7 separate regions of the Mus musculus genome follow, and all the other regions are linked to region 7. Evidence: chromatin contacts called from public Hi-C, HiCAR-type, HiChIP or PLAC-seq and promoter capture Hi-C data. All regions are on one chromosome and are shown on one strand. The core of a region is the stretch at or near the end of the contact, and the rest is flanking DNA. Distances in the headings are between cores, read along the strand shown. Region 1 overlaps Ncoa3 (nuclear receptor coactivator 3). Region 2 has its middle 26 kb from the start of Platr29. Region 3 holds the start of Ncoa3 (nuclear receptor coactivator 3). Region 4 overlaps Zmynd8 (zinc finger, MYND-type containing 8). Region 5 holds the start of Zmynd8 (zinc finger, MYND-type containing 8). Region 6 holds the start of Ube2v1 (ubiquitin-conjugating enzyme E2 variant 1). Region 7 holds the start of Arfgef2 (ADP-ribosylation factor guanine nucleotide-exchange factor 2 (brefeldin A-inhibited)).

Region 1 (3,892 bases), core at 220-2,719, 800 kb after region 7:
AGCAAGGTGGGGTAGCTGAACCCCCCAAGCTTCAGGCCAACCTGAGCAGTAGAGTGACACCATCTCTCAAAAGTAAATAATTAAGTTTAATTCATAAAGGGTGGCTGGCCATTCCTCAATGGCACTCTGCCTTGTAAGAGATGAAGCAGGACAGGCTTAGGTTACAGTGTATCTTGTGATCTGCTCTTCCATACTTATCTTGGTCAACTTACAGAACCTGGGCAAATGGGGTGACCTGCTCACTTGAGTCTAAAGAATGGCTAACTTCAGGAGGAAGCCTGCTGATCTTCTACTGCACTAACAGGGACCTGCATAAGCTAATACATTGAATAGTTTCTAAATTGTAGCAAATGAAACCTGGATCTATCCGAACCTTTATGTTTTACTTCTCTGAGCATTTTACACAAAATAAAATTCTATAAATTTATATAAATAAAACTATTAAAAAAAACTGTTGCAGCAGATGTATTATTGTAAGTCCACTATAATCAAAATCGTTTGGAATCGTGAAACGTATAAATAATTTCCAAGATCAGCCTTTCCAACAGTGTCTCCCCAGGCAACCCTAGAGCAAGCCCAGCCCCTAGGACGGGCAGCTCCGCGCTGCTCGCAGGAGTGGCAGATGCCATTTCTCGCTGACAGGAGCTTCAAATTCCAGTCAGGCAACTGCAGTCACAGTCCCACTGAATCAGGAATATAAGCGTGCCTGCATGTTATTATGGGAAATAGTGGAAAATTTCACAGGCTGACATCCAGAACGTCTGCGGCTCCTTTTCATATTTCTTCCTGCGAAGCAGTTATTAGACCAGTCAAATTTTTTTAAAGCTGGAAATTTCCACTGTTCTTTTTTAAGTATCCTTTTTAGATGTAAACTAAAAACTGTTCCAAAATTCAAGTATGTCAAAAATAATTCAGATAAAATAACTACTTAAGTGAAGGGAACAGTAAAAAACCTGGGGTCTCCATCACCTTTGGGAGAGAGACACATCCATTGAGACCCGCAGAAGCTTAAAGGTACAGTAACTTAATATGAAGGCTACAATGCTACAAACACTCTGAGATGCTGATTTTCTCATTTGCATATGCCTCAAGCATTCAAAAGCTAACATAAGTCAGTAGACAGTGAAGTAGAACCCATGAGACAAGACCAGCATTGTGGCAGGAGCCCTTAGTCAGAGCTGCTCCGGAGGCCCAAGCAGGCAACAACATCAAGACCAGCATGGACAGCAAGATCTCATCACAAAAGGGGGTAGTAAGATGCACATCTCTTTATAGAAATACATTCTTCACATCCATATAGCCCATATTTTTAGGGCTAGCATGTACCTACTCTGTGCCAAGGGTCTGATTCCTAGAGCTGAGTGTTTCCAGCATGGAGAGGAAAGCACAGCAGCTGGGAAACACAGCTCACTTGGCAGAGTGTGGGGCAAGCATGACGCCTTGGGTTTGGTCCCTAGCATCACATCGAAAAGCCAGGCATGGTGATTATGCCAGAACTCAGGAGGAGGAAGAAGTCTCCAGATTTAAGGCCAGCCCACAGGACATGTGACATCTCTCAAAAAAAAAAAAAAAAAAAAAGGTGGGGATTCTGTTTTATTTGTTTTCTTGATTTTAAGGGAATATAAAAAATCATAGGCAAGACACTCTTTGCAGTGGCAGAGGCAGGCCCTGAGTTTCGCTCCTGGAACATACACTGAGAGCCAGTGTTTTAGACAGGTTTTCAGCACCTTTTCATGAGATCACACTAGAACATATGTAATACTATACATTTTAACTTATATTGGGGAGGAAATAGACAAAGATTATTTTTCCCCCTTTCAAACAATGGCTCATGCAGTCCAGGCTGGTCTCAAATTCTCTCACTAGGTGCAGAGGATGACCTTGAACCTCTGACCCTCCTGACTCCTCCCTCTCAGAAAGCTGGAATTAAAGCCTGTACCTCCCAAACCCAGTTCCTGCAGTGCTGAGCATCCATCCCCGGGCTTCCCGCTAGGCAGGCACTCTAACTGGGCTACATCCTGAGCCAGACAAAGACTTGACTCATTTTATTAAAGGGATAAAAAGACTACATTCCAAACCATTCAAAAATCAAAGCTGACTTTTAACAGTCAAATGCACTAACTAATAAGGTCTGCTTAAGATGGGCTGGGAGATGGCTACATAGGACAACGCATCTGTGACGAGCTATGAGAACAGAGCTTAAATCCCCAGCAGCTACTCAGAAGCCAAGTGTGCAGCTGAGTGTGTGTAACCCTGCACGCCTAGGGGAAGATGGGAGACAAGACAGGACAATCCCTGGAAGCTACAAACAACTAGTCAGGCCTGTACAGTGGGAAAGAACAAAGGACCTCGCTTGAAGCAAGGTGGCCTTTGACCTCCACATACATGCATATATGCACACACAGGCACACAGATAAACCTTTAACCTTTACCCAAGACAGGGGACGATGGTGCACACCTTTAGCAGGAGGCAGAGGTAAGTGGATCTCTTGAGTGTGAGGCCAGCTTAGGCTATATAGACTATATAGCATGTTCTGGGCCAAACACAGCTGCAAAATGAGACCGTTTCAAAAAACAAACAAACAAATAAACAAAAAACTGTGGACATGTGGTATGCTTGTAATTAGAGCACTCAGGATGCCAAGGCAGATGGACATGGCAAGTTCAAGGCTAGCCTATACTACATACTAAGATCTACACTCCCTCCCCCAAAACTAGCAATATATTATGCTTGTATAACTTTTTAGCTTAAAATTTTAATGACTTATTTTTATTTCATGTATTTTGCTTGCATGTGTGTCTGAGTGAGGGTGTCAGATCCCCTAGAATTGGAGTTAGAGACAGCTGGGGGGTTTCATGTGGGTAGTGAGAATTGAACCTGGGTCCTCTAGAAAAGCAGCCAGCCCTGCTTATATAACTTTACAGACCATCCACACACAGCCCAGAACTTGAACGTATCATACATACTCCTGCCCATCAGTTAAAAGCTACTCTACCACTGACTCAAAAGCTACATCAAAACACCCAGCTACTCCTTTTGAAACCTTGCTTTTTGTTTCACAGGCCATGGAAGAGATAACCTTAAAAGTGTTCCTATAGATTATACTTTCATACAGGAATGATAGAGGTACCATGAATCTAGGTTAAGGTCCTTAATTTTGACAGAACGTATTTTTTCCTGAGACAAGGTTTCTCTGTGTAGCCATGGCTGTCCCGGAATTTGCTCTGTAGACCAGGCTAGCCTCTGCCTCCTGACTGCTGGGATTAAAGGCATACACCACCACTGCCCAGCTCAGAACATTTTTTTAAAGTTTTTTATTTTTTTTTCTTTTAAATATCTGTTCTGTATGTATGAGTGTTTCACTCATGTGTATGATTATGTACTATGTGTGTGCCGATACCTGCAGAGATTAGAGCAATGGATCTCTTAAAACTGGAGTTACAGATGTGGGTACTGGAATGGAAATCAGGCTCTCTGCAACATTAAGTGCCAGGCATGGTACTGCACTTGGTAGGGAGAGGCAGGTACATCTGAGTTCGAGGCTAGCCTGGTCTACAGAGGGAGTTCCAAGGCAGCCAAGCTACACAGGGACGCCCTGTCTCAAAAAATATAAATAAATAACTATTAAGTCAAATCAGGTACTTGTAACTGCTGAGCCATCCCTCAGCCCCTTAAGTTTTATATGTATTTGTGTATCTGTGTTATGAACAGTCATGCATTTGTCTGAATAGGCCAAAAGAGAATGCTGACCCCTAGAGCCGGATGGAGTCGAAGGCAGCGTGGGCACTAGGAGTTGAACTCATCCCCACCAAAGCAGCATGTACTCGCAACCTCTGAGCCATCTCTGCAGCACTTCATAAAGCCCTAACCCTGACGTCTGGGCAGTTAATT
Region 2 (3,429 bases), core at 916-3,415, 850 kb after region 7:
GTCTGCATAATAGAATTCCAAGCCAGACTACATAGTAAGACCCCGTGACCTAGAATTTCTGACATTCTCGGCTCTGGTTCTAGTGTGCTAGGATCCTGGTTGTGTGCTACTTCTTCCTCCTCCTCCTCCTCTTCCTCCTCCTCCTCTTGTCTCCTCTTCTGTCTCCTCTTCCTTCTCCTCCTCTTCCTCCTCTTGCTCCTCCTTTCCCTCCTCCTTCTTTATTCCAAACAGGTTGGGGCTATGCTGTTCAGGCTGGCTTAGAACTCACTATGTAGCCCACGCTAGACTTGAATCTGCTATGAACCTTCTGCCTCAGCTTCTCCTGCCCACTCCCTACTCCCATCTTCGCTATGTAATCCTAGACTGATCTCAAGCTGGTGACCCTCGCTCTTCCTGGTGCTGGGATTACAGGTGTGTGCCAGCACATCCCATGGGTGCTCGTTTCTTCATGTGTTGGGCAAATCCTAGAAGTAGAATTGTTGGGTCAGAAGGAAATCTCATTTGTCATTTTGACAGAATTTGTCACATCAACTCCAGGATGATCACATCAATTTACATATCTTCCTGCCAGCCGAGAAAGAAAGCGAGTGCTTCTCAGAACAGGCGCTGGCTGGCTGCTATCAGACCTTGTGATCTTTGTCAAACTGGTTAAAATAATATGCCGCCATAATTTTCATTTTCCTCTCTCGCTCAGTGTGAGCAGATTGGTTCCCTAGAGCTCAGATGACAGATGATCTCAAACCTGGTGACTTTAAACCACAGAAATGAGTCCTTTTGCCGTTCTGAAGACAAAAGACAGAAATGAAGGTTTCTGCAGAACTGGGTTGCTTCGAACTCTCTGGGGAGAGGTACTCCAGCCCACCTCTGTCTCTGGGGTTTGCTAGAAATGCTGGGTGTATTGATTCCTCAACCTCACCCCACCCCCACCAGGGCTTTTCCTCTGTCTTCCCCAGGCCTCTCTCCTGTGTGTCTATGACTCTGAATTTTATCTTGATCTCACTTTGCAGCCCAAGCTACTTTTTAAAAAAATTATTTATTTATTCTATGTAAGTACACTGTAGCTGTCTTCACACACTACATAAGAGGGAGTCAGATCTTGCTACGGATGGCTGTGAGCCACCATATGGTTGCTGGGATTTGAACTCAGGACCTTCAGAAGCTTCTCTTTAATCCCAGCACTCGGGAGGCAGAGGCAGGCGGATTTCTGAGTTCGAGGCCAGCCTGGTCTACAGCGTGAGTTCCAGGACAGCCAGGGCTATACAGAGAAACCCTGTCTGGAAAAGCCAAAAATAAAAAAAAAAAAAAGAAAAGAAAGAAAGGAAGGAAGGAAGGAAGGAAGGGAGAGAGAGAGAGAGAGAGAGAGAGAGAGAGAGAGAGAGAGAGAGAGAGAGAGAGAGAGAGAGAAAGAAAGAAAGAAAAAGAAAAGTTAGAAGAAAGAGTCCCGAGAGTCAAGGAAGGCTCCGAGAAGGAGGCTTTGGTTTCCTGGCCTTCCTCTGTACATATGTGTACATATGTGTGGCTGTGCGTTTGTGCACATGTGTGCTTTCCTGTGCAAGGTCAGAAGGTGTCAGAAGTCCTGGAACTGGAGCTGGAGTGAGCCACCCAAAGGGCCCGTTGACTTCGAAGAGATTTGCCCATCTCTGCCTTCCCCACGGTATAATTACAGGCTTGAGTCACAGAACATGCTCAGGGCATGGCGGCAAAGGCAAGAGGGTCTGAGTCGAAGGCCTTCCTCAGCTCAGAATGGGGAGTTTAAGAGGAATCTAGGCTACAGGAGACTCTTTTCTCAAAACAAATGGAAGAAGACAGTTTTCTTTCTTCTCTCTTTCTCCAGTAGATTTTAAAATATTAGGCACTGGGCTAGGAAGATGGCTAAGTGTGTAAAGTTCTTGCTGCTGAACCTGGCGGGCTGAGTTCAGTCCCTAGGACCCACACTGTAGGAGAGAACTGACTTCCACGCGTTTTCCGAGCGCTCCATGAACACTGTAGTGTGTGCGTGCGAAAACACAAGCAGATAAATTAATAAAGTGTGAAAGAATAAGCGTTAAATATATACCACTCAGTGTGCAATCTAAACAGCTTATCTAAGCAGCTGCGCCCCGACCGCGCCTTCTTCTCCCCGTGCTCCACTTCCGCACCCCTCTAACTTTAACCCCGGTCACTGTCTCGGCGCCGGAAGATGAAGTAGCCATAAATAACTCTTCTGTGAATTCTTCCACAGGAAGTTCAGCCTGATCTGATCCTGCTTGTCAGCGATGAAGAGAAAACAAACTGCCAGGAGGCCCACCCCAGGGTTTCTCCGACGGAGAGGACTTGAGGAGGCCGTAACAGCTATGAGGACCCTTCAGTGTTACCGGAAAAATAAAACCGTGAAGGCTCGGAGGCTGAGCAGTGCTCCTGCCGGTTGGGAGAGAGATCCTGGTTTTGATACTAGAAAGCATAGTAAAATTGATAATTTGGTCTAGCAAAATGGCTCAGTGGTAAAGGTGCCCATTTACAACCCTGCTGGCCCAACCCGAGTTCGATCCCAGAGTCCCTAAAAGTGGAGCTCTGAGTTCTGTATGTATGTGTGTGTTCTCACTATGTAGCCCAGGCTGGCTTCAAACTTGCTATGTAGCAGAGGCTGACACAGCTCACAAAGTCTCTCTCTCTCCTCCTACCTCTACCTGTTGAGTCCTGGGCTTATAGTCAATCAGTTCTAGGTTTTGTACTGTGTTAGGAAGGAGGAAATAACAGAGGGAGACAAGCCAGGTGTTGTGGCGCACGCCTTTAATCCCAGCACTTGGGAGGCAGAGGCAGGTGGATTTCTGAGTTCAAGGCAAGCCTGGTCTACAGAGTGAGTTCTAGGACAGCCAGGGCTACACAGAGAAACCCTGTCTCGGAAAACAAACAAACAAACAAACAAACCAATAAACAAAAACCAGAGGGAGACAAACAGATGTTTCCCCAATCAACCTGTCATGGTGAAACCATGGCTCCCAAAACCAAGGAGTCCCGAAGACAAAGTCAACTGGTATTTAGTGGCTTGATGACTCTGTTAGTTAGCACTGTGCTAACTGGCCAGACTTTGTGACTCTAAATAAGTTACTAAACTTCTTGTGCCTCAGATTTCCCATCAGTAAGTGGGACAGTAATAATACTGTCTATATGACACATGATATGTTATACATAGCAAGCATCATATATGGAGTTCATATGTACATATGTAATAAAGCAGTAAATACACATGTGAAGTATCAGTGTGTACAGTGTATATACATGCAAATCATAAATCATACATCACAGGCCGGGCGTGGTGGCGCACGTCTTTAATCCCAGCACTCGGGAGGCAGAGGCAGGCGGATTTCTGAGTTCCAGGCCAGCCTGGTCTACAAAGTAAGGCCCAGGACAGCCAGGGCTATACAGAGAAACCCGGTCTCGAAAAACCAA
Region 3 (3,770 bases), core at 404-2,903, 810 kb after region 7:
GTCATTGCCACAGACAGGGTTTCTAGTGGAAGAGATTCCTTTTTCAGTATTTTCAGACCTTTTCAGTTGGGTATCCGATGTGGAAAAAACCTATTCTGAATACTTGATAACCATTTAAGGTTTTAAAAGAACAAACGGCTCACAAACTCAGAGGTTTGCACTGCCCTGTTAGTCCACAGCCGTATCTGCTGAAGATCTGAATGCATGCACCCTTAGCTCCAGCAACTCATTTCTGCAACAACCTGCAGGAACAAATGCTGAGGCTTTGGCGCAGCAGAGATCTGTCAACCAAGCCGAGGGTCCCCGACATTTAAATCTCAGTCCAGAAACCCTGATACAGGACCTCTCATCTTATTCGTCCACCTAGCCCTTCAGCAGACAGGGGACTGACTCGCCTTCCTGGTTTTTAACCTCACAAGCTTAATTACAAAAACAAGTTGGCTTTGAAGCGCTACTCAGAAACTGCAACCAAAAAAAAAAAAAAAGGAAGTCTTCGCATTTGGGAGGGGGAAAAAGTTTCTCGACTTAAAGACACTTTCCAACCTTCCAGTGTCATACAGTGTGGAGTCCTAGGCTCCTGCTCCGCGGGCCTACGATGCTCTGGCCTCTCCGAGCTGCTCTCCTGCTTAACTTTTCCACCCTAGCCACCCTCAAGCTGCCTAGGGAAGTAGCACTGCCTCCCACTTCATTTAAACTACTGCAAACAGAATCAATGAACGAACCTAGACTGGGAATTTCAGAAGATGAAAGCGACCTCGATGATAGCCGACACAAGACGGCAGAGCCCCTATCCACGCCGCACAGAGAGGGAGAGACCCCACACTCATCCCATACAGACGGCCGACCCTGCATCCACGCTACACACACCTCGGACTCCTCATCCGCCAAGCATCCACCCTGGAGACATCGCGGACCCCGCATCCACCCGGTCCTCGCCCCGCACAGACCGCAGACCTTGCACTCACCCCTCGCACCTCCACTCACCCGGCACACACCAGCACACACCTCGCACACCGCACTCAGCTCCCTCGCCCAGCATCCACCCTGCAGACCCCCACACGCAGCCTGCATCCACCCCACACACCTGGCGGACTCCGGGGCCACCCAACACACCTGGCACAACCCGCAGACCCCCACATCCATGCCACACACCCCGCACACGCCACAGACCCCACTCTCACCCCGCACACACCCCGCGGGCACCGCACACTCCGTGTCCGCCGCGCCCGCTCGCAGCGGAGCCGCAGCTTCGGCCGGAGGAGCCGCCCGTGTCCGCTCCGCCGGGCGGCGCCGGCGGGAAGAGGAGACTCGGCTGAGCTTCTCCGACCCGAGATTCGGCGGGGGGAGCCCCAGCGGCAAGCAGAGGCCGCGGCCGCGAACTCCTCGCGACCCTGCACGGGCCCCGGAGCCCAGCGCCGCCCGCGCGATCCCTGTCGCCTGCGCCGCGCGTTACTGGCGACCCCAGGACCCCCGCCTCAGGCCATGCCGCCGGCCTCGCCCGCCGCTCGCCACTGCCTTTCTCTCCACTCACCGCTCGCCGCCATCTTCCCCAACGCTGTTCTCGATCGGAAACTCACAGCTCAGCCCCGGCCGCCGACACCGACTCCGCCGAGGCCGCCGCCGGCGCTCTGAGGAGCTGAGGCAGCCGCCGCTGAAGCCGCGGCGCGGGGGCCGCCGGGATTTGTAGTCCCGCGGCCACGCCCAGCACTACGGGTCCCAGGGGGCCGTGCGCGAGGCAGGGGGCGTGGCCGCGAGGCCTGGGTTCCCCTCAGCTCACCCAGCCGCTGGAGGTGAAGAGGACGTTCTGGGTTCGTTTTCCCGTTTGCCTGTCTCCATCCTGGAATTCCTGACTTCAATGGAGTGTTCATTGTGCGCCAAGCACCGTCCCACAAGACCAGTAGCTGAGGGGGCGTTGTCCTTACTTTTCAGAGGAGCAAACTGAGGCCCGAGGTCAGGAGCCCTGCTAAGTCACTGACTTGAAAAGGTTTCGGGCCTTGCGGTGATGGCACACGCCTTTAATCCCAGCACTCAGGAGGCAGAGGCAGGCGGATTTCTGAGTTCGAGGCCAGCCTGATCTACAAAGTGAGTTCCAGGACAGCCAGGGCTATACAGAAACCCTGTCTCGAAGGAAAAAAAAAGGTTTTGGCTCACAAGGTGTTGGTCCTCAGGTTTGGTCTCTGCGTATTGTGATTTAAACCAGAGAACAGCTTGCTTTACAGTGGGAATTACTGAGAGACAGCACCTTAACCAAGAACATCTTAAACTCGGTGCCACCAAAGGTGACTCAAACTGTCACGCCATGTCCCCGATAGGATGCAGTGCAGAAAGCAGAAAACTACCAAGTTAAGTGACCTGAATCTAACGGAATAGGAAAATAAATAAATAAATAATTTTTTAAAAAATTAAAGCGCAGAATGTGCAGCATTCTACAGAACCAGCCTCTCCTCCAAGAAAACCGATGGTAGCAAGTGAAGGCAATCCCAGTGACCCCATGGCTCCGGGGCAGAAACAGAAGAAACAAAAACTCAAAGTCCTCCTTCAAAGCAGGGATTTAAAGCCAAGTTGGGGATGGGGGTGAGGGGAGTCTGACCAAAATAAATAAGGCCAAAGTTAAATTCAATAAATGTAGGCCAGGCTAGACTCCAGTTTAGAAACCTGGCTGCCTCTGCCTCCCTAGTGCTGGATTAAAGGCATGCACTAGCAACCCCGGTTTATGGATAGTTCTTAGGTAAAAAGAACTTGTAAAGGAATTTGGAGTTAATGGGAAAAAATAGAGGACGTCTTGGGACACAACTGTATAAAATGTCTTCAGTGTGAATAAGACTAACCCTATCCTGAGGTTCTGCTGTCACCTCAAGGATTTCCCACCTGCACTACTTTACTGTTCTGCAAGTGTCCACTGTTTACCCTTGGAGTTATTCCCACAGCAGCCAAGTCCCAAACCTGGTGTGGTGGTGCACACCCTTAATCCCTGTACTCAGAAGGCAGAGGCAAGTGGATCTCTGAGTTCCAGGCCATCCAGGGCTACATAGAGAAATCTAATCTTAAAACTAAAAATAGTAATAATAATTCTAAATGTAACAAAAGTACATTAAAATAAATAATTACTGATTCAAGCACAGTACTGTACTAAAATTTTATCCATATTCAGACATATACATAATCTTTATATATGTATATGTTGAGAGCATAACAGATATGAACAGTAAAAAAATAATTCAATTGTTTCAGTAAAAGATCCAAAAAGAAGGCAGACATGCCGCTGCTTTGGGTGGGGTAAGCAGGTGACCCTGCAACAGCATCTGGCCGGTGCTAGAGCCAAAATTTAAAGTAGCTGATTGACTTGCTCAGGTAGATAATCAGCGAAGATGCTGCCTTCATCCTTCATCCTTCCCTGTTTGCCCAGACCACTCCTCCATGAAGGGATTGACTTGTGTCCCTTCTTCGAATTAGGCTTGGTTCTAAGACTGTTGCCCCAAGGAAACACAAGTCACAGGCCTAGAGCTTGAGAATGCTGCCAGCTCCTACTTCCTCCTTCCTGGCCCCAACTCTAGCTCTATGAGAATCCAGAGGGAAAGGAAGCACCAGTTGACAGAGGCTGAGGTCCCAGGCAAGACCCAACAGCAGCTGCCAGCCCTGCACACAGCCTTCTTGTACGTCCCTGTCCTTTGAGGGCCCCAGTGCTTACATCACCAACAAGATTAGCACCAGAGCTAGGCCTGGTAGGACACACCTGTAATCCTTCCATTTAGGAGGTAAAAGGACAAAGG
Region 4 (3,342 bases), core at 255-2,754, 990 kb after region 7:
AATTAGTTTTAAAAAAAGGGCAAAAAGACAATGTGTTCAGGTAAAGCTGCCAGCATTGCCCAGGAAGGATGAAGATGCAGATGCAATTAGGGCTGAGCCGCACCCCCCACCCCCAAACGTGTGCACTCCCCAAGGCTCTGGCCTTCTGGACTTGCCTCTTTACACTTGGGGAAGCCCCAGCCTTCTTGTTTGGGTCCCATCTGGTTTCTGCCTAGATACTTGGCTTCTCCGGGCCTCTGTTTTAACCGCCCCATCTCCCAACCCCCATCCATCATCAGCCTCAGAGTTAGCTCTGTGTAAAACCCGACAGTCTGCAGGTCTTCTGCCTTCTTTGGACCCTAAAGTCCTCTGCCTTGCTGTTCCCACCGGAGACGGTGTGCGTGGCTGAGCTGTGCTGATGTTTTTTCCTCTTTGACCTCAGGCATAAATGAGATCTCAGAGGATGTTTATACAGCCGTGGAGCACAGCGATTCCGAGGACTCCGAAAAGTCGGAGAGCAGCGACAGCGAGTACGTCAGCGATGAGGAACAGAAGCCCAAGAATGAGCCCGAGGACCCCGAGGACAAAGAGGGGAGTCGGGTGGACAAAGAGGCCCCTGCCATCAAAAGGAAGCCCAAACCCACAAACCAGGTAGAGGTCAAAGAGGAAGCGAAGAGCAACTCTCCTGTCAGCGAGAAGCCGGACCCCACACCCGCCAAGGACAAGGCCAGCCCAGAGCCTGAGAAGGACTTTGTAGAGAAAGCAAAGCCATCACCTCATCCCACAAAGGACAAACTGAAAGGAAAGGATGAAACGGATTCTCCCACAGTGCACTTGGGCTTGGATTCGGACTCGGAGAGCGAACTTGTCATAGACTTAGGAGAGGATCCTTCTGGGAGGGAGGGTCGAAAAAACAAGAAAGATCCCAAGGTGCCGTCGCCTAAGCAAGACGGTAAGTCACACAGAAGTCACACGGGCTCTGACTGTTGTTTGATGTTGGCACGAGTCAGGCCCTGCACCCTACCACCAACCCACTATGACAGGGAATGTCTCAGGGTCCCAGATTGGTACAGACGGCCATGATCTGCATATGACCCTACCTTATCCTCAACACAGTGAACCAGAAAAATATATCCCACGGGACTTGAACCTGTTTCCTGTGAGTTCACTTTAGCCTTAAGTCTGCTTGCTTAAGGTTTCACATGGTTCCGTTTGGCCTCGAATTACAAATCCTTGAGCTCAGATTCCCCCTGCCTCTACCTCCAGTGTGATAGGATTAGAGGTATTTACCATCATACCAGATTTAAAAGTGCTGGTGATTGAACCCATGGCCTCACAACCAGGCAAGCACCATCCCTTAGGAATTGCCCTACCGCTGAAAACGTAAGAGACCTCATTGAGTACCTACCGGACATGACTGTCTGTCTGTCTGTCCTATGTGCGTTGAGGTATCTGAGCCCTGGGATTCCCTGGATTTCTTTGCTCCTTACAGTGGAGGTGGTGTAGGTGCAACTCTGGCCTCTAGCCACTAGATGGTGAGAGCATCCGTCCACCAAACATGTCTCCTCCTAGTGGGCAGAACCTACCAGGCTGAGGACCACAGCCTGAATTGCTGGAGGCTTGGTGCCTATTAGGAGGAGGTGACTATGTGCAGCAGTGAGCATTCTGGAAACTAGGCTGAAAGGGCTGGGTGAAGAGTGTCCTTCCCCTAACAGAGTCATAGCAAGATTTTGGCTGGGAAAATGGGTGGCTGGAGGATGCCAGTAACATCCAACAACATCCAAGATCCTGAGTGGTCCATTGAGGGTGGAGGGGCGGCATCACTTAGGTGCGGCGTGTGTTTGGTGATGGATAGCCAGGTTTTTTTGTTTTGTTTTGTTTGAGTGTCTTGTTTCTGATAGGAGCTAATCTCTCATCGTAACCAGGAATAAGGTGGGAATTGGCGCCTGCATTGCTGTAGGGAGACTTACAGCAAGCCCTTGCTGGGCTTTGAGAACCTTTCTCCCTGTGAGATGCCTAAGCGGGTGGTCAAGAATCTCAGTTCTTACCCTGTGGCAGAGAAAAAGGAACGGGATCCCTGTGGTGCTGTGGTGGTGGGGGGGGTAAGGGCGCCTGAGCTTCCACCAAGGCCTGTTGAAGGCCTCGGAAATCTGCCTAGGGTAGAGAGCCTGCTTGTTAGGCCTGACCTTTCCTCCATGCAGGACTGTGGGACTCCCCTTCTCCCATGACACTCAGAACCTCCTATTCTTTCCGAAACAAGCTTTTTTTTTTTTTAAATGGTTTGTGTGTATGTGTGTCTATGTGTGTGTGTAGGTCAAAGGACTACTCACGAGTCAGGTCTCTCCACCACATGCATCCTGAGAATTAAACTTAGGGCAGCTTCCTCAGTGACAAGATTCTCTGCCACCGAGGGACCTTGCCAGCCTTGAAACGAACCTTTCGATTGATTTGCCTTCTGCCCTGGCTTAGGGGAAATTTTTTATATTACAGATAGGTACTAGCATAGGTAGGTGTGGTAACCCAAACTTCTAACCCCAGCATTTGGAGGTAGAGGAGTAGAGAATTCAAGGCCAGCTTCGGCTACATCAGACCCTGTCTCAAACAAAACAGACCAAGCAAAGCGTGCCCTCCCAACTTCGGGGGATCGTGAGCAGGAGCTTTCACTTTGGTCGTGAGCTTCCTATCAGTGAGAGCAGAAAGATCCACGGAAATTGGAGGTTATGATTTTAAGAAGTGTTAGCATTCTGGCAGAGCTGTTTCTGGATGTGATGTCTGAAGGAAACAGCCAGGATCTCCCGCAAACCCCGAGTTGGTGGTAGGTTGAGTGAAAGATGATTCTAGAACTAAACACAATCAGAGAGCAATTTCCCAAGGTCTGAGGCAAAACTTACTTCTGTAAACCGGTGTCCCTGTGAAGCTCCTTGGTGGTGGGTGGATGGTCTTTCTCCGAGGTGGCTAGGCGATGCTCCTAGCTTCTCTACAGCCATGCTCCCTCTGGTCCATCCTGAAGTGAAGAGGGTTGTGGAGTGCAGCTACCCAGCTCAGGAGCAGATGTAGACAAAGCCTTATGACTGCCCTTCACTGTGGGTGTTCCCATGGAGGGGGGGGCTGTTTGTTAGGTTTTACAAATGCAAAGTTCTGCAGGCCAGTTTAGCAATTTACTGGGGCTGGTAGGTAATCTGCATTTCTTTAGAGTGATTGGTTACACCCTCAGAGTTTTCTAAGACAATTGAACTGCCCAGAGCTTTCTACTCACCCCGCCCCAAACCCCAGAATTCTCCCCATTGAAGAAATCAGCGAAGAAATTTCTGGAATTCACCCTACTGAAGAAATTTCCATATTCTTGTGGTTAACAAGCCCTAC
Region 5 (3,758 bases), core at 181-2,680, 920 kb after region 7:
CAGGCACTGGTCTCCCACCCAGCACCATCGGGGAGAATTCTAAGCAGGTCTGAGGAACTAGTTAATATTTTACTGGGGAGCAGAGCCAGAGATGGGGGGAGTAGGGGGACTGCCAATGTGAGGCTGTGTGTGTGAAATTGCCCTTCCATCTGCCTTAGGGGACGAAAAGAAGCAGTTCTCTGTGGAAATAAATTGAAGCAAGAAGCCTTACGAAGCCCAGGGGATTTGTCTGCCCACCAAACAGGGCCCAGTTTCCCCCCAGAACACACATACAGGGGCGATTGTGGCAGAAAGGGCCAACCTGTGGGTGTGTAGGCCTGACTATAATGGACGGGCTTGTTTCCTGGCCCGGTTTGACATCTTTCTCTGTCCCTCTGGATTTAAATGGCTTCTCTGACTGAGAGGCACTGCCTGTATGCCCTGGATTCACAAGGTCCACGCCTCCTTGGGAAGCAGAAGCGAGACAGCAGCTAGCTAGCTCCCTCTCTCTCTCTCTCTGCATCTGCCCGGAGAGCTGCAGCTGGTATTTTTCCACAGGCCCTTTTCTACAATCTCAGGGCCTAGTTTTTCCCAGCGAGGCCCAGAGTCCCAGAGAGGGTTAACAGGCAGGAAGCTGAAGGCATCACAGACTAAGACGGAAGTCAGATTTTTGTTTAACTGACAGGTTTAGCAGGCCTCATCGGTGGGGGGAGGGAGCAGAGGGAGGGAAGACTTAAATGGAGGCATGTGGCCTGCTAGCAACGCATTTGGCTTTTCTTAGGGTAAGCCTGGAGAGGGTATCTCCCTTGCCATCCTGACAGAGCCCTTTTTGGTTTGTCTTTGAGGATCGGCTGAGGGGTGGCGGTGAGAGGTTAGAGGTCTCCCAGTTTTGCAAATGGCTCTGTGGGCCTGCCTTTTTTCCAAGAGCCACTTTGACCATGACTAGGCAAACTTGATCGCTCCACCTCACAGCAAGCTGCACCTCTCAGCTCCCTGGAACCTGGGTGCCCCTTGCTGATTTGTTGGGGCTCCCTCGGGCTGCCTGTCTCACTCCCCGCGCGCGCCCCCCCCCCCCGCCCCCCTCAGAGGCCTGCGTCTGGCCTTGTCCCTATTGCTTCTGCCTCCCTGGGGCTCTCTCCACCCCTAAGCTCGACTTTGTCCTTTGAGACCCACTCAAGCTGGCTTGTTCTATAAAACGGCCTGCTCGCCTTCTTAGAGAAGGACTTGTGTGTGGGGGCAGGCGTGGATGGGTCAGCCAGCCCACCCCAAAAGGGCCCTTCCCAGTGGCGCGCTGGCTTCAGGCTTTGCTGGAGCAGGTCAGGCTGGCTGCACGGGTTTGCCTGGCCTGGGGGATCGAGCCAGGGGGTGGGAGAAGTGCTTGTGGAGGCCCCTGTCCCAAGTTTTCCCTCCTGCAGAAGGCCTAGCTTAGCCTGTCTTTTTCTATGCACAGGATGGCTCTTGCTCACCCGAGCCTCACAAAGATAATCGCTCAGGAAGTGTTTCAGCCAATCGGCGGCGGCTTTACACTCCGATTGGCCGGGGCAGCCAATCGGGGATGAGCTTTTATTAGGCGGCCAGATCATCAGCCGAAGTGCCAAACCCTTTTTCTGTGAGAACTAGGAGCCTGTCCTCCATGTTTTATAAGTATTGACATTACACAGTTAACAATGCATCCACAGAGGTAAGCTCGGCTTTTTAACCATCTTTTCCCCCCTCCCTCCGAGTCATCGAGTCGTGGACTAGCAGTGTGATTTCTCTGTAGCCTGGCTCTGCCACACTTCCCCCCCCAGAGCACTTAGGGTAACTTGGGACTGTTTAGAGAGATTTTTTTTTTCCTTTTTGGGTCACATGGCTAAGTAGCCATTAGCCATAGCTTGATTTTACAGACTGGTGAGGGCTTGGAATACCTTTATTTTGACCAGGACAAAGAATTTCTGGACTAGTTTGAAGCTAGATCCTGGTATGCCAAAAGAGAAGCTATTATCCCCCCTTCTTTTATTTTATTTTTCCCTCCCTTCCTCTCCCCCCTCTCCCTCTCTCTCTGAACAGTCCTCCCCCTGCACTGTCGGCCGCTGTGTGTCACATGCCTGCTGGGGGAAGAAAATGGAAGGTAAGCCAGAAGCCAGAAGGTCTTCTCCCAGCACAGTTCAGGACTGCCTGTGGCAGAGAGCAGAGCAAGCCAGCTTGCTTCTCCAGAGCGGTTCTGGGAAAGGCTGGGCTAAGTTCTGACAAGAGAGGATGCGTGTTTGCACCAGAAGTCAGGCCTGAACAAGAACAGTACTCAGGGACCCAGGCTGGTTCCTGGGCCTAGGTGGGTGGTGGCGTGTGGACTGTCATCTCTTCCTCTCCAGAGCTTCGCACTCGCAGCAACATTGTTCAGGGTTTTTTTTTCCTCCCCCCGACTTAGCTTGGTACAGAATGTTCTTCAAGTCAGCCTACAGCCAGCAAATGGTTCTGAAAGTGTTTCCTAGCCTCTGAGGGAGTTTTTGGAGTAGGCTTGGTGCCTGGGGGGTTGGGGGTGGGTGGGGTGGGAGTGGGGATGGGGAGAGATTTTGAATAACATCCTGAAGGGGGGAAAAAAAGAGATCTGTGAAGACTCTGACTCCTTTAGTTTTATACTTCTTGCATGATTTTTCCATGGGCTAATGTCTCTTTTATCCTTGTCTCCCTCCCCCCTTTTCAAACATTCTATCATCTTCTGTCTTCTGTGATACAGTGCAGGGGACATGGCTCATACATACCTGAGGCTCATGACAGCATCCCATATCCAGTTGCTGGGTTGTGTTGTTGTGGTTGTTGTAGTGGTGGTGGTGGTGGTGGTGGTGTGTGTTTTTAATAATACCATGTAACTGTTTACCAAAAAAAAAAAAAAATTTCCTTTTTGATCAAGTCCCAAATCTGCCAGCCTGTCCTCTCCTCCTAACTGGGGAAAAGTGAGACGGTTGCTTGAACGTGTGTTGGGTAAGTAAACCTGCCTCCTCTGCGAACGTGGATCAAGAGTTTGGTGAACCTCTGGGGTCTGTGGTAATGGGGGTGGGGAGAGGGTGGCTTCCAGAGAGTGTCTTTGAGTTTAGGTGATGGCTGGAATCCACTGTTGTTCCTGCTAATCTGCAGTTAGGGCTGCAGCTCTCACTTCCTGCTTACTCTCCGCTGGGGGCAGGAATTACTGGGTTCCTTGTGACTCGCAGCTAGACCTTGGATTGTGCTTGGCTCTTCTGAACTCTGGGTAGGTGATCTGCTTGTGAAATGTGAAATGTGAGCAAAGCTGTTTTGTCCTTCCAGGGTTCCAGAGCCCCCCCCCCCCACACACACACAGGGCATGTGCCTGCATGTGCGCCTTGTGTTTTCATATGTAAGTTTTATGGTGTTTACATCTAGAACAGAAGCCTAGCCACTCCCAAACTAGGTTTGGCTTAGAACCCACTGACCACTAGATACAGCCTTCACCTCCCTGAAAGTCTGGGCCACACACCCCTGTACATGTTGGCTTTGCATTTGCCCTACTTTTGAGGCTGCAGCTAGAATCTTAAAGTCCTCACCTTCAGGGTCCACCTGGAAACTCACCACATCTAGTTCCTGCTTTGAGACCCAGTCAGGCTGCATGGAAGGGCTGTCTCTGAGCAGTGGTTATCCTAGGCCAACGGCACAGACTCTTGACTTTTTTTCTTCTAGTGTTCAGGCAGCTGAAGCTTTGACATCAGTTGAAAAAGGTTCACTTAGTAAAGAGAGACGGACTAAATTATCAACTGGGCAGTCTGTGTGGGGCAGGCCGGTGTCGC
Region 6 (3,574 bases), core at 782-3,281, 830 kb before region 7:
TTCCTGCCGCACCCGCATCCTCTCATCGTCCAGGGTATTTATCAAAGCATAGAGTGAGACTAGCCCCTTTTCAGAATGTTGAACCAGATACTAGGTGCTTCAAACCTCTGGGGGTGTACTTTGTTGTTAGAGTCAGCGTCTTGACCATGTATTCTAGGCAGGCCCCAACTCTCCAGCCTCCAGCCTCAGCCTCCCTACTGCTGCAATTACAGGGGTGCTATCTTTACAAACCTCTCAGCAGAAGCCACCCAAAAAGATTCACAATGAAGACCCAAATCTAGAGACTCTCACTTCTGAAGTGAGTCAGCCTCCAGAGACAAATGCTTGCTCTAGGTCCCAGTGCTTTAGAGTGGCTCGAAACCCGGAGCGAATGTTGTCTGTGCGTCCAAAGGACGCTTTGTGTCATGTGACATGTGAAGCAAAGGCAAGCTATATGGCAAGCAGCTGGAACTCCTGGCATCTCAAGAGCCTCCAGAGACGATTACAATAGGAGAGCCCAAAGGCTCTGAGGACAGGGAGACCATGTGAGGTTCCAGCAGCCTCGAGAAGAGGCAGAGACACGCTAGAGAGGCCCTGCATGTGTCATAAGGTCAAGGCTAGAGTGAGGCTGTCGTAGTATTGTGGACTCAAACCTGCAGACACTTCGGCAAGCAGGTACAATATTGGGAAACAGGGAAAGCCTTCATAAATACAAGGCCACAGACACGTCACGGCCCCCAGCATAGCCCCAGCCCCGGGAGCAGAGCCTCAGTGTATTGTGCACTCACCCTTCCCAGTTTACCTAGAGACCTGGTTCCCTCTGTTCTGTGGGACAGACTCCTAGGCTGGTGTGCATCTTCTGCAGGACGGTAGTTCTGAGCTTACCACGTACTTCCTCAAGAGGAAATGCAGTGGAGCTACCTAGAATACACCAAACAGATGACAAATGGAATGTTCCAGGAATGTCTCCAGCTTCCTTGCCCCTCTGCTGTCCCTCTTAGCAGTATAATCTGCAGCCTATCTGGCTACTTCATCCTCGATTTCCAAGTCCCCTTAAGGGTTTCACATCAAAGGTGGCTTTGTGATGGGTTTACTCTATATGCAGACAAGTGTCTTCAGACCTTTGCAGGAGGCCTTTTCTGATTCTTCCTGGTGCCCTTTATAGGTTTGTCCCCTATCTTATCATAGGTAAAATGTATATTTATCTATTTATATTGGCTTACTTGTTCTCTGTCCAACTAGAATGTAGCAATTGAGAAGAGAATCTCATTTCGTGGAGACATTGCCATGTCCGGCACCAAGCACAGTTCTCCCACATAATTCCATCTCTAAGAAGAACTCTAAAACACAAGCCTGCAACCCCAGCATGAGGCAGAAGCCGAAGAATCAGACAGCCAAGGTCATCCTCTGTATAGTGGGCTCTTGGACAGCTGAGTTGAGAGCATGTCTCGAACAAAACCCCTAAACAAACAAACAAACAAACAAACAAGCAGAATGCATGTCTCAAGGTTGGTGGTTCTCAAGCCCCTAGCTGCACCTTGTCCCTACATGCTTCAGGCCCCAGAACAGCAACAGTGCCGGAAACAAGATTGTACTGGCCCACAATTTGACGCATTCAGGCCTTTCGGTGTTATTTTTCTCCATATACCCCATAACAAAGATCATCTGGCTTGGGGTCAAATTCTGACTCAGCTACTTAGCAGTTGAGTTGAACTTCATCTCTCGCGGTTTCATTTTCGCTACGTGGTGAGGACACAGGGGGACGGAAACAGCCTGGGAACAGGCGCGGGGCTCCACAGCCCTTCCCCCCCATTCTATTCTCCCGGAAGCGCACGGTCACCCCGGGGCCCTCGAGCCGAGCACCTGCACGCCTCCCCCGCGCTCGGGCTGGGCGGGGCTTGCAGGTTGCCCCGCCCTCATGCTCGCTCACTGAAGACTCGGGCAAAGCCCTTCCCGCCCGGCTCCTGCGACCCCGAGCGGGCGTCAGCGGCACCGTTTGCGGCTGCGCCTACACCTGCGCCTGCGCACTAGCGCCCGGAGAAAAACTCAAGGGGGGGTGAAGAAGGGGCCGGCCTTCGAGCGACAGCGACGCAAGATGGCAGCCACCACAGGCTCGGGTGAGCGGGGGCGCCGGGCGTGCTGGCGGACGGGGCGCGGGCTCCCTGGGCTTGGTCCCGGTCTAGCGGAGGCCATGGTGGCCGGGACAGGGCTCCGCGCTGTCCCTGCGGCTGCGTTTGGCTGCTCGGCCGGGCCTGGGACCATCAGGCGGCGGCCGGAAGCCCGGGCGGGGGCAGCCGGGCCGTGGGCGGTGCGGCCAAGCCGGAGGCTCGGGCGCCTCCGGGGGGCGGGGGGTGGGGGAGAGGCCGGCAGAGGGGCCGAGTGTGCTCGGGAATGCCCGGGCGAGGTCCCGCTGGGAGCTGGCCCGGGCGACTGGGAGCCGGGAATGCCCGGCGGGGGTACGCGGGCGCAACCCTAGGGAACACGCACGGAGCCTCGCGGGCCGCAGGCGAGGCCGCCGGGGCCCCGCGTCAATTTAGGGTCGGGGCTGCTCTCATCGTGGTGGTCGCTTCCCAGGGAAATCCGGGCACCTGCACGGGCTGAGCCCGGGCGTTCTGCCGTGGGAGCAGGCCTGGGTTGCAGAGACCAGGGATAGGTTTCAGAAGGCGCGCTGGGAGCCGAGCGCCGCGTTGGATGGGCACGAGCAGGTGCCTAGGAAGCCCTGGTGTGTGTGTCGGGGGGTGGGGTGGGGTCTGTTGGGGCGTGTCGCCATTGGGAAGGCTCCTGCAGTGGGGAGAATGGGATGGGGTGCAGTCCCGCAGATGCTGCTTTTAGAGAAGAAAAACCTCTTCCTGCGGGGAGCGGATGGAGGAAGTGCCTGTCACTCCTAATCCTTCTGCGAATTGGGGGAAAATATGTGGGTTCAACTCAGAAACTCTCCATTATCTGGATGGGTAGGAGAGGAGCAGTGAAATGAGAGCCCTTGGATCAAATGGAAGGGATAGCAAGAGGGTAAAGGGGATGCTCTTAGGGGAGAAGCTCTTGTCGGTCTCTGATGGGCTAAGAAGAGAAGGCCAGATGGGGAGACCCGAAGGGTCTGCTGCCTTAGAACCGGCAACCTGTACTTGATTATGAGCCATGGACTCTGGCAGGCTAGAGAAGGTGGAGTGGGTTTGGTGAAGGAGATCCCCCGGGGTCTGGGAAGGCATGGGAGTCTGCTTTTCCAATGAAGGATTCAGGAGAGAGTGGGTGCTCCCTTCTGGTGTGGGGCTATATCCTCGGGAGTCTGTTGGTGGAGGTGAGCAAGGGGTAAGGACAGGCCACCAGCCTAGGCACTGGTGTTTTGGGGCTGTGAGGCCACCAGAGGAGATGTTGTGGGGTGGGAAGCAGAGAGGTGCTGCCTGCAGTGACCCACCACACAGTGCCTGGTGTGTCCTGGAGAAGACTGCGGAGCCAAGTCAGTCCATTTCCTGACAAACACATGGCGGTGGGCACTTGGGAAGACCCAGTCTGCCACAGGCTGTACTGGGGTGGGATGCAGGGTATCTCGCAGAGAGGTGCCAGGCAGCCAGTACTGGGGTGGCCCTACCAGTCAGCA
Region 7 (3,649 bases), core at 989-3,488:
GGGCTGGAAGGGTAGCTCAGTGGGTAAAGTGCTCACAGTGGAAGTGTGAGGACCAGCGTTCGGCTCCCCAGAACCCATTTTTAAATACAAATAAGCCACTCGTGTGTGGTGGCTCCCTATAGCGCAAGTTCTTGGGAGGCTGAGACAGGGGGTTCTTGAGCAAGCTGGCTAGCTAGCTAGCAGAATTGGTGAGCTTTAGTTCAGGGAAAGACACTGTCTTGCATAAGTGGAGAGCAATCAAAGACAGCCAGCCCGGCAGTGGTGGCACATGGCTTTAATCCCAGCACTTGGGAAGCAGAGGCAGGTGGATTTCTGAGTTCAAGGCCAGCCTGGTCTACAGAGTGAGTTCCAGGACAGCCAGGATTACACAGAGAAACCCTGTTTCGAAAAACAAAAACCAAAAAATAAAATAAAATAAAAATAAATTAAGAAGTTAAAACGTGAAGCCCTATGGCAAGAATGGAGTCTAGGAGGGTTCAGCCTGAGGCTCATGCCTCCCTCACAGCTGCTTTTCCAATGCTTACCCTACATTCCTGATAGAACAAAACCCAACTCTTGGCCCTGGTTTTCAAAACAGAAAAGCTTTAACATTTAGGTCTCAGTAAATCCCTTCCACAGACCCTGAATTTCACAAGATTAGCTGCTCAGGATTACACAGGCCTCAAGCAACCCCCAAGATCAACAACAGTTTCTGACCCTTAGGGACTCTCAAATGCTTCCCACATATTTGAGGCCTGAATCTTATTCACCGGGAAGTGCAAAGCTCACAAATCCATTCCAAGGTCTCAAGTGGACGTTCTCCTGCACCCATGGAGAAGAGTGACTAACAGAAACTCAGCCCTTCTGTTTACTCAACCTTTTAGGACAACAGGCCTTTTAACCAAATCCCATGGATTGCACAGGGCGATGAATTCACAGGGAGACAGCTCTGGTCAAATGTCCTGACGCTCTCCGTCCACAACTTTTTTCCTCTTGAACCTCCACACAGTCGACATTTCTTACCTTTCAGACCTGGGCTCAAATGTCACACTTTCAGACAAGACTACTTTCCTGACCATCCAACCTAAAGCAGACCTCAGGTCCTCTGTATCACTTAAGTCTTTTTTCTGACAGCAGTACTTATTAGTACTGTTTTGTCTGCTCTATCAGAACCTAAGAAGATCCACAGGGACAAAGGATTCCATTTCTCCTTCATAGACATCTCCTCAGTACCTGCTACACAGGCTCTCGAGAAGTAACTAAAGATAGGAGACTGATGTTGGTGTCAACTACCGAGCTTTTACCTAGTTAGGAGCTAGAGACTTCTGTCTTTCCACAATCCATGGATCCATTCAACCAGCAAATATTTACTGAGCAACTACTGTGTGCGAAGCACTGTCATAAATGCACAGGACACCGCATTGAAGCAATCAGACAAGTATCTTTGCTCTACAGAACCTTTATTTTAGGGACCCGCCCTAAAATGAGTAGAAGTCGTACACGCTGTCCAATGCCTGAAATATAGATCATCTTACATCCCTTCCAGGCGAAGCGCCCTGGGAACCCCAATGTTCTCCAGTGAGACATTTCCCAAACAAGCCTCCGGGGTTCCTCGGCACCAACCGGGCAGCTCTCTGACCTGCTCTGATCGCTCCCGTGGGAGAGCCCCCAACCAGCATAGTGGCGCTGAAGGAAAAACTTAAGATCGAGAGCTACTGCTTCAGAGGACTTGGAGATGGTGAGGGGAGGAACCAGGAAACGGGACAAGGAGTCGTGGCAAGGGCCCCAGGCAGGGAAGCTGGAAAACCAGCCGTGGCTGTCACCAACTTGCTAGGTGACCTTGGGCCAGTCTCGGCCGCCCCAACACCAGCTCCCACGGGGACAGCGAGCGGAAGAGGACGGGAGGGTGGGATTCGGGCTGGGAGGAGTGGAGGGCAGCAGGCCCGGAGGGTAACGGCCGGCGTGGGGAAGCCGGCGCGGGCCAGGCCGGGGTGGCTCACTCACCGAGCGCCACCTGGCAGGCCCTACGCAGCTGGGAGTGCTGGGGCCGCTTCACCTCCTTGTCAGCTAGGATCTTCTCCAGGGCCCGGGACACGAACATGCTCTTGGTCTGGCTTTCCTGCATGGCCCCGGCCTGCGGGGGCCGGCGACCCCGCGAGCCGGCGGTGCGAGCGAGCAGGAGAGCGAGGCTGAGGGCCCGGCGACCCGGCCGGCACCGGCCGCGTCCGTGCGCGCCGCCCTGTCAGGAAGAGACGCCCCGGCCCCACGGCGCCGCCAAGTTGCAGCGCGTCACGTGACCACGTGACTGGCGGTGTCGCTGCGTCTGCTGAGCGTCGGTCGACCCTGTGACCCCAAGGGTGGGGGGCCGGCCGGGAGGCGGAGCCAGAGTGGGGTGGAGTTCTGTGGGTGGGGCGGGTGGGCGGGGCAGTAGACCTGTGGTGGGGCGTGGTCTGTTCGGTTGGGGCGGGGCCTACGCGAGTGGTGCTGGTCCGGGCGTGTCTAAGTAGTATAACCGGGCCAGGTAGGGGAGTGATGGTCAATGACTATGAAGGGGAAGAAAATGCAGGTCAAAGCCTATAGACATGGGCAGCCCTGAAGGAAAGATGCAAGTGATCGGAGGTAGGAAGAGACTAAGAGCATGCGCTAGATATGCTGAGAAAAGCGAAAGAGGGAGTAAAGGGGAAAGAAAAAAATCGTAAAAAGAATTAGTGAGGGCTGGTGAGATAGCTCAGTGTTTAAGAGCACCGACTGCTCTTCCAAAGGTCCTGAGTTCAAATCCCAGCAACCACATGGTGGCTCACAACCACCCGTAATGAAATCTGATGCCTTCTTCTGGAGTGTCTGAAGACAGCTACAGTGTACACATAATAAATAAATAAATAAATAAATAAATAAATAAATCTTTAAAAAAAAGAATTAGTGAGAGTAATAATAGTCGAGAGAAGAGAGATGGGCAAAAGGAAGTGAATGGAATGAGAGAGGTGACAGAGAGTAGGGAAGGTCAGATGCCGGATCCAGGAAGGGCAGAGAAATCAGGGATGGAAAGGAGGCTCAGGGAAGTTAAGAACCAGGACTGAGGATGAAGCCAGAAGGGAAGAGAGAAGAGAGAGGAGGGGAGGGGAAAGAAGGGTAGGCTGGAAGGTATATTCACGGTGTCTATCTCTTCCAGATTTGTATCTCTGACAGCAAACCACACCAGCCCTGGACACAGTCCTGCTGCCACAGGAGAGAGAGCTCCTGGCGGGCCAGTTTGTAAGAAGTAATCCTTCTGTCGCTAGAGTTTTACTTGTTTGTTTTGTTTGTTGTTGTTGTTTTGATACAATCCTGATGTGTATCGCCGGCTGTCCTTGACCTTGAACTCAATGTCCTCTCTGGGATGAGGGACTGAGTTGCATATTTTACATACCAAAGCTGACCTGGCCTCCAGGTTCTCCCAGCATCCCTCAGTCCCTACCTGGCATCCCCTGCTCCCAACCCTGAACTTTCCAGCACAAGGGTTGGGCTGCCCTTCTCCTTCCTTTTCACTCAGAGGCAGAGGCTCTTCCAGACATTTTGGCTTCTCTCTCTCTCTCTCTCTCTCTCTCTCTCTCTCTTTCTCTCTCTCTCTGCAAGCACTCTTCCTCTCTTCCCATGGCGACTTGCCTTGCCTCCTTCCTCAGGACCAGTGAAC

What was found. Promoter capture Hi-C pulls out the DNA fragments that hold promoters and counts their contacts. Hi-C and Micro-C count contacts between places; a contact is called where the count stands out from the background. HiCAR-type assays count read pairs that join an accessible place to other places. HiChIP or PLAC-seq counts read pairs in DNA pulled down with a chosen protein or histone mark. Capture Hi-C pulls out chosen DNA fragments and counts their contacts.
Region 1: an H3K27ac HiChIP or PLAC-seq map of embryonic stem cells shows a contact between it and region 7, with 4 times the contacts expected there. The contact joins the enhancer-like site here to the promoter of Arfgef2 in region 7. A contact is called at or near these places in 6 of 39 promoter capture datasets (the 3T3-L1 cell line, hippocampal neurons, liver and 2 more), 8 of 115 datasets of contacts at active chromatin or transcription factors (cardiomyocytes, embryonic stem cells, fibro-adipogenic progenitors and 3 more) and 3 of 9 other capture datasets (adipose tissue, embryonic stem cells and macrophages).
Region 2: a contact with region 7 is called in a Hi-C map of B cells, with 11 read pairs. The contact joins the enhancer-like site here to the promoter of Arfgef2 in region 7. A contact is called at or near these places in 4 of 39 promoter capture datasets (the C10 cell line, embryonic stem cells and pre-B cells), 1 of 484 Hi-C or Micro-C datasets (B cells), 6 of 115 datasets of contacts at active chromatin or transcription factors (bone marrow-derived macrophages, embryonic midbrain, extraembryonic endoderm stem cells and 2 more) and 1 of 9 other capture datasets (adipose tissue).
Region 3: a promoter capture Hi-C map of pre-B cells shows a contact between it and region 7, with 4 times the contacts expected there. The contact joins the promoter of Ncoa3 here to the promoter of Arfgef2 in region 7. A contact is called at or near these places in 7 of 39 promoter capture datasets (the 3T3-L1 cell line, embryonic stem cells, hippocampal neurons and 3 more), 6 of 484 Hi-C or Micro-C datasets (cardiomyocytes, cortical neurons, embryonic stem cells and 3 more), 16 of 115 datasets of contacts at active chromatin or transcription factors (bone marrow-derived macrophages, cardiomyocytes, embryonic basal ganglia and 12 more) and 4 of 9 other capture datasets (adipose tissue, liver, macrophages and 1 more).
Region 4: a HiCAR-type map of embryonic stem cells shows a contact between it and region 7, with 3 times the contacts expected there. The contact joins the enhancer-like site here to the promoter of Arfgef2 in region 7. A contact is called at or near these places in 6 of 39 promoter capture datasets (the 3T3-L1 cell line, the C10 cell line, the SN4741 cell line and 3 more), 1 of 484 Hi-C or Micro-C datasets (cerebellum), 3 of 115 datasets of contacts at active chromatin or transcription factors (embryonic forebrain, embryonic stem cells and pancreatic cancer cells) and 2 of 9 other capture datasets (adipose tissue and liver).
Region 5: a promoter capture Hi-C map of liver shows a contact between it and region 7, with 4 times the contacts expected there. The contact joins the promoter of Zmynd8 here to the promoter of Arfgef2 in region 7. A contact is called at or near these places in 8 of 39 promoter capture datasets (the 3T3-L1 cell line, the C10 cell line, hematopoietic stem and progenitor cells and 3 more), 11 of 115 datasets of contacts at active chromatin or transcription factors (T-cell acute lymphoblastic leukemia, astrocytes, bone marrow-derived dendritic cells and 8 more) and 2 of 9 other capture datasets (adipose tissue and liver).
Region 6: a contact with region 7 is called in a FOXA1 HiChIP or PLAC-seq map of pancreatic cancer cells. The contact joins the promoter of Ube2v1 here to the promoter of Arfgef2 in region 7.

The regions. Positions count from the first base shown.
Region 1 is chr2:166,007,283-166,011,174 of GRCm38.p6, reverse strand. The region is part of intron 1 of Ncoa3 (nuclear receptor coactivator 3); the gene reads right to left. Among named protein-coding and RNA genes, the nearest start is that of Ncoa3, 17 kb to the right of the region's middle. Within about 2 kb of position 1,469, at least 67 of the 459 cell types and tissues checked have an H3K27ac peak or open chromatin away from gene starts, as enhancers often do. A contact at or near this core is called in adipose tissue, embryonic stem cells, fibro-adipogenic progenitors and 2 more, where this site is marked.
Region 2 is chr2:165,953,762-165,957,190 of GRCm38.p6, reverse strand. No RefSeq gene overlaps it. Among named protein-coding and RNA genes, the nearest start is that of Platr29, 26 kb to the left of the region's middle. Within about 2 kb of position 2,165, at least 133 of the 459 cell types and tissues checked have an H3K27ac peak or open chromatin away from gene starts, as enhancers often do. A contact at or near this core is called in B cells, adipose tissue, bone marrow-derived macrophages and 2 more, where this site is marked.
Region 3 is chr2:165,990,520-165,994,289 of GRCm38.p6, reverse strand. It overlaps Ncoa3 (nuclear receptor coactivator 3), which reads right to left and starts at 1,653. Exons shown (of 23, transcript NM_008679.3): 1 at 1,532-1,653. It overlaps LOC115489489 (soluble scavenger receptor cysteine-rich domain-containing protein SSC5D-like), which reads left to right and starts at 509. Exons shown (of 2, transcript XM_030252296.1): 1 at 509-1,950. The coding sequence starts at 596. The coding sequence ends at 1,687.
Region 4 is chr2:165,809,938-165,813,279 of GRCm38.p6, reverse strand. Zmynd8 (zinc finger, MYND-type containing 8) reads left to right here. Exons shown (of 23, transcript NM_001363020.1): 14 at 422-931. Among named protein-coding and RNA genes, the nearest start is that of Gm11465, 70 kb to the left of the region's middle. Within about 2 kb of position 1,504, at least 10 of the 459 cell types and tissues checked have an H3K27ac peak or open chromatin away from gene starts, as enhancers often do. A contact at or near this core is called in embryonic stem cells, where this site is marked.
Region 5 is chr2:165,882,510-165,886,267 of GRCm38.p6, reverse strand. Zmynd8 (zinc finger, MYND-type containing 8) reads left to right here and starts at 1,430. Exons shown (of 23, transcript NM_001363020.1): 1 at 1,430-1,660. The coding sequence starts at 1,647. 1810021M19Rik (a long non-coding RNA gene) reads right to left here and starts at 539. Exons shown (of 3, transcript XR_866948.2): 1 at 1-539.
Region 6 is chr2:167,630,462-167,634,035 of GRCm38.p6, reverse strand. Ube2v1 (ubiquitin-conjugating enzyme E2 variant 1) reads left to right here and starts at 2,031. Exons shown (of 4, transcript NM_023230.2): 1 at 2,031-2,096. The coding sequence starts at 2,075. Gm31852 (a long non-coding RNA gene) reads right to left here and starts at 1,562. Exons shown (of 3, transcript XR_375265.4): 1 at 1,203-1,562; 2 at 782-900.
Region 7 is chr2:166,804,170-166,807,818 of GRCm38.p6, reverse strand. It overlaps Arfgef2 (ADP-ribosylation factor guanine nucleotide-exchange factor 2 (brefeldin A-inhibited)), which reads right to left and starts at 2,238. Exons shown (of 39, transcript NM_001085495.2): 1 at 1,984-2,238. The coding sequence starts at 2,104.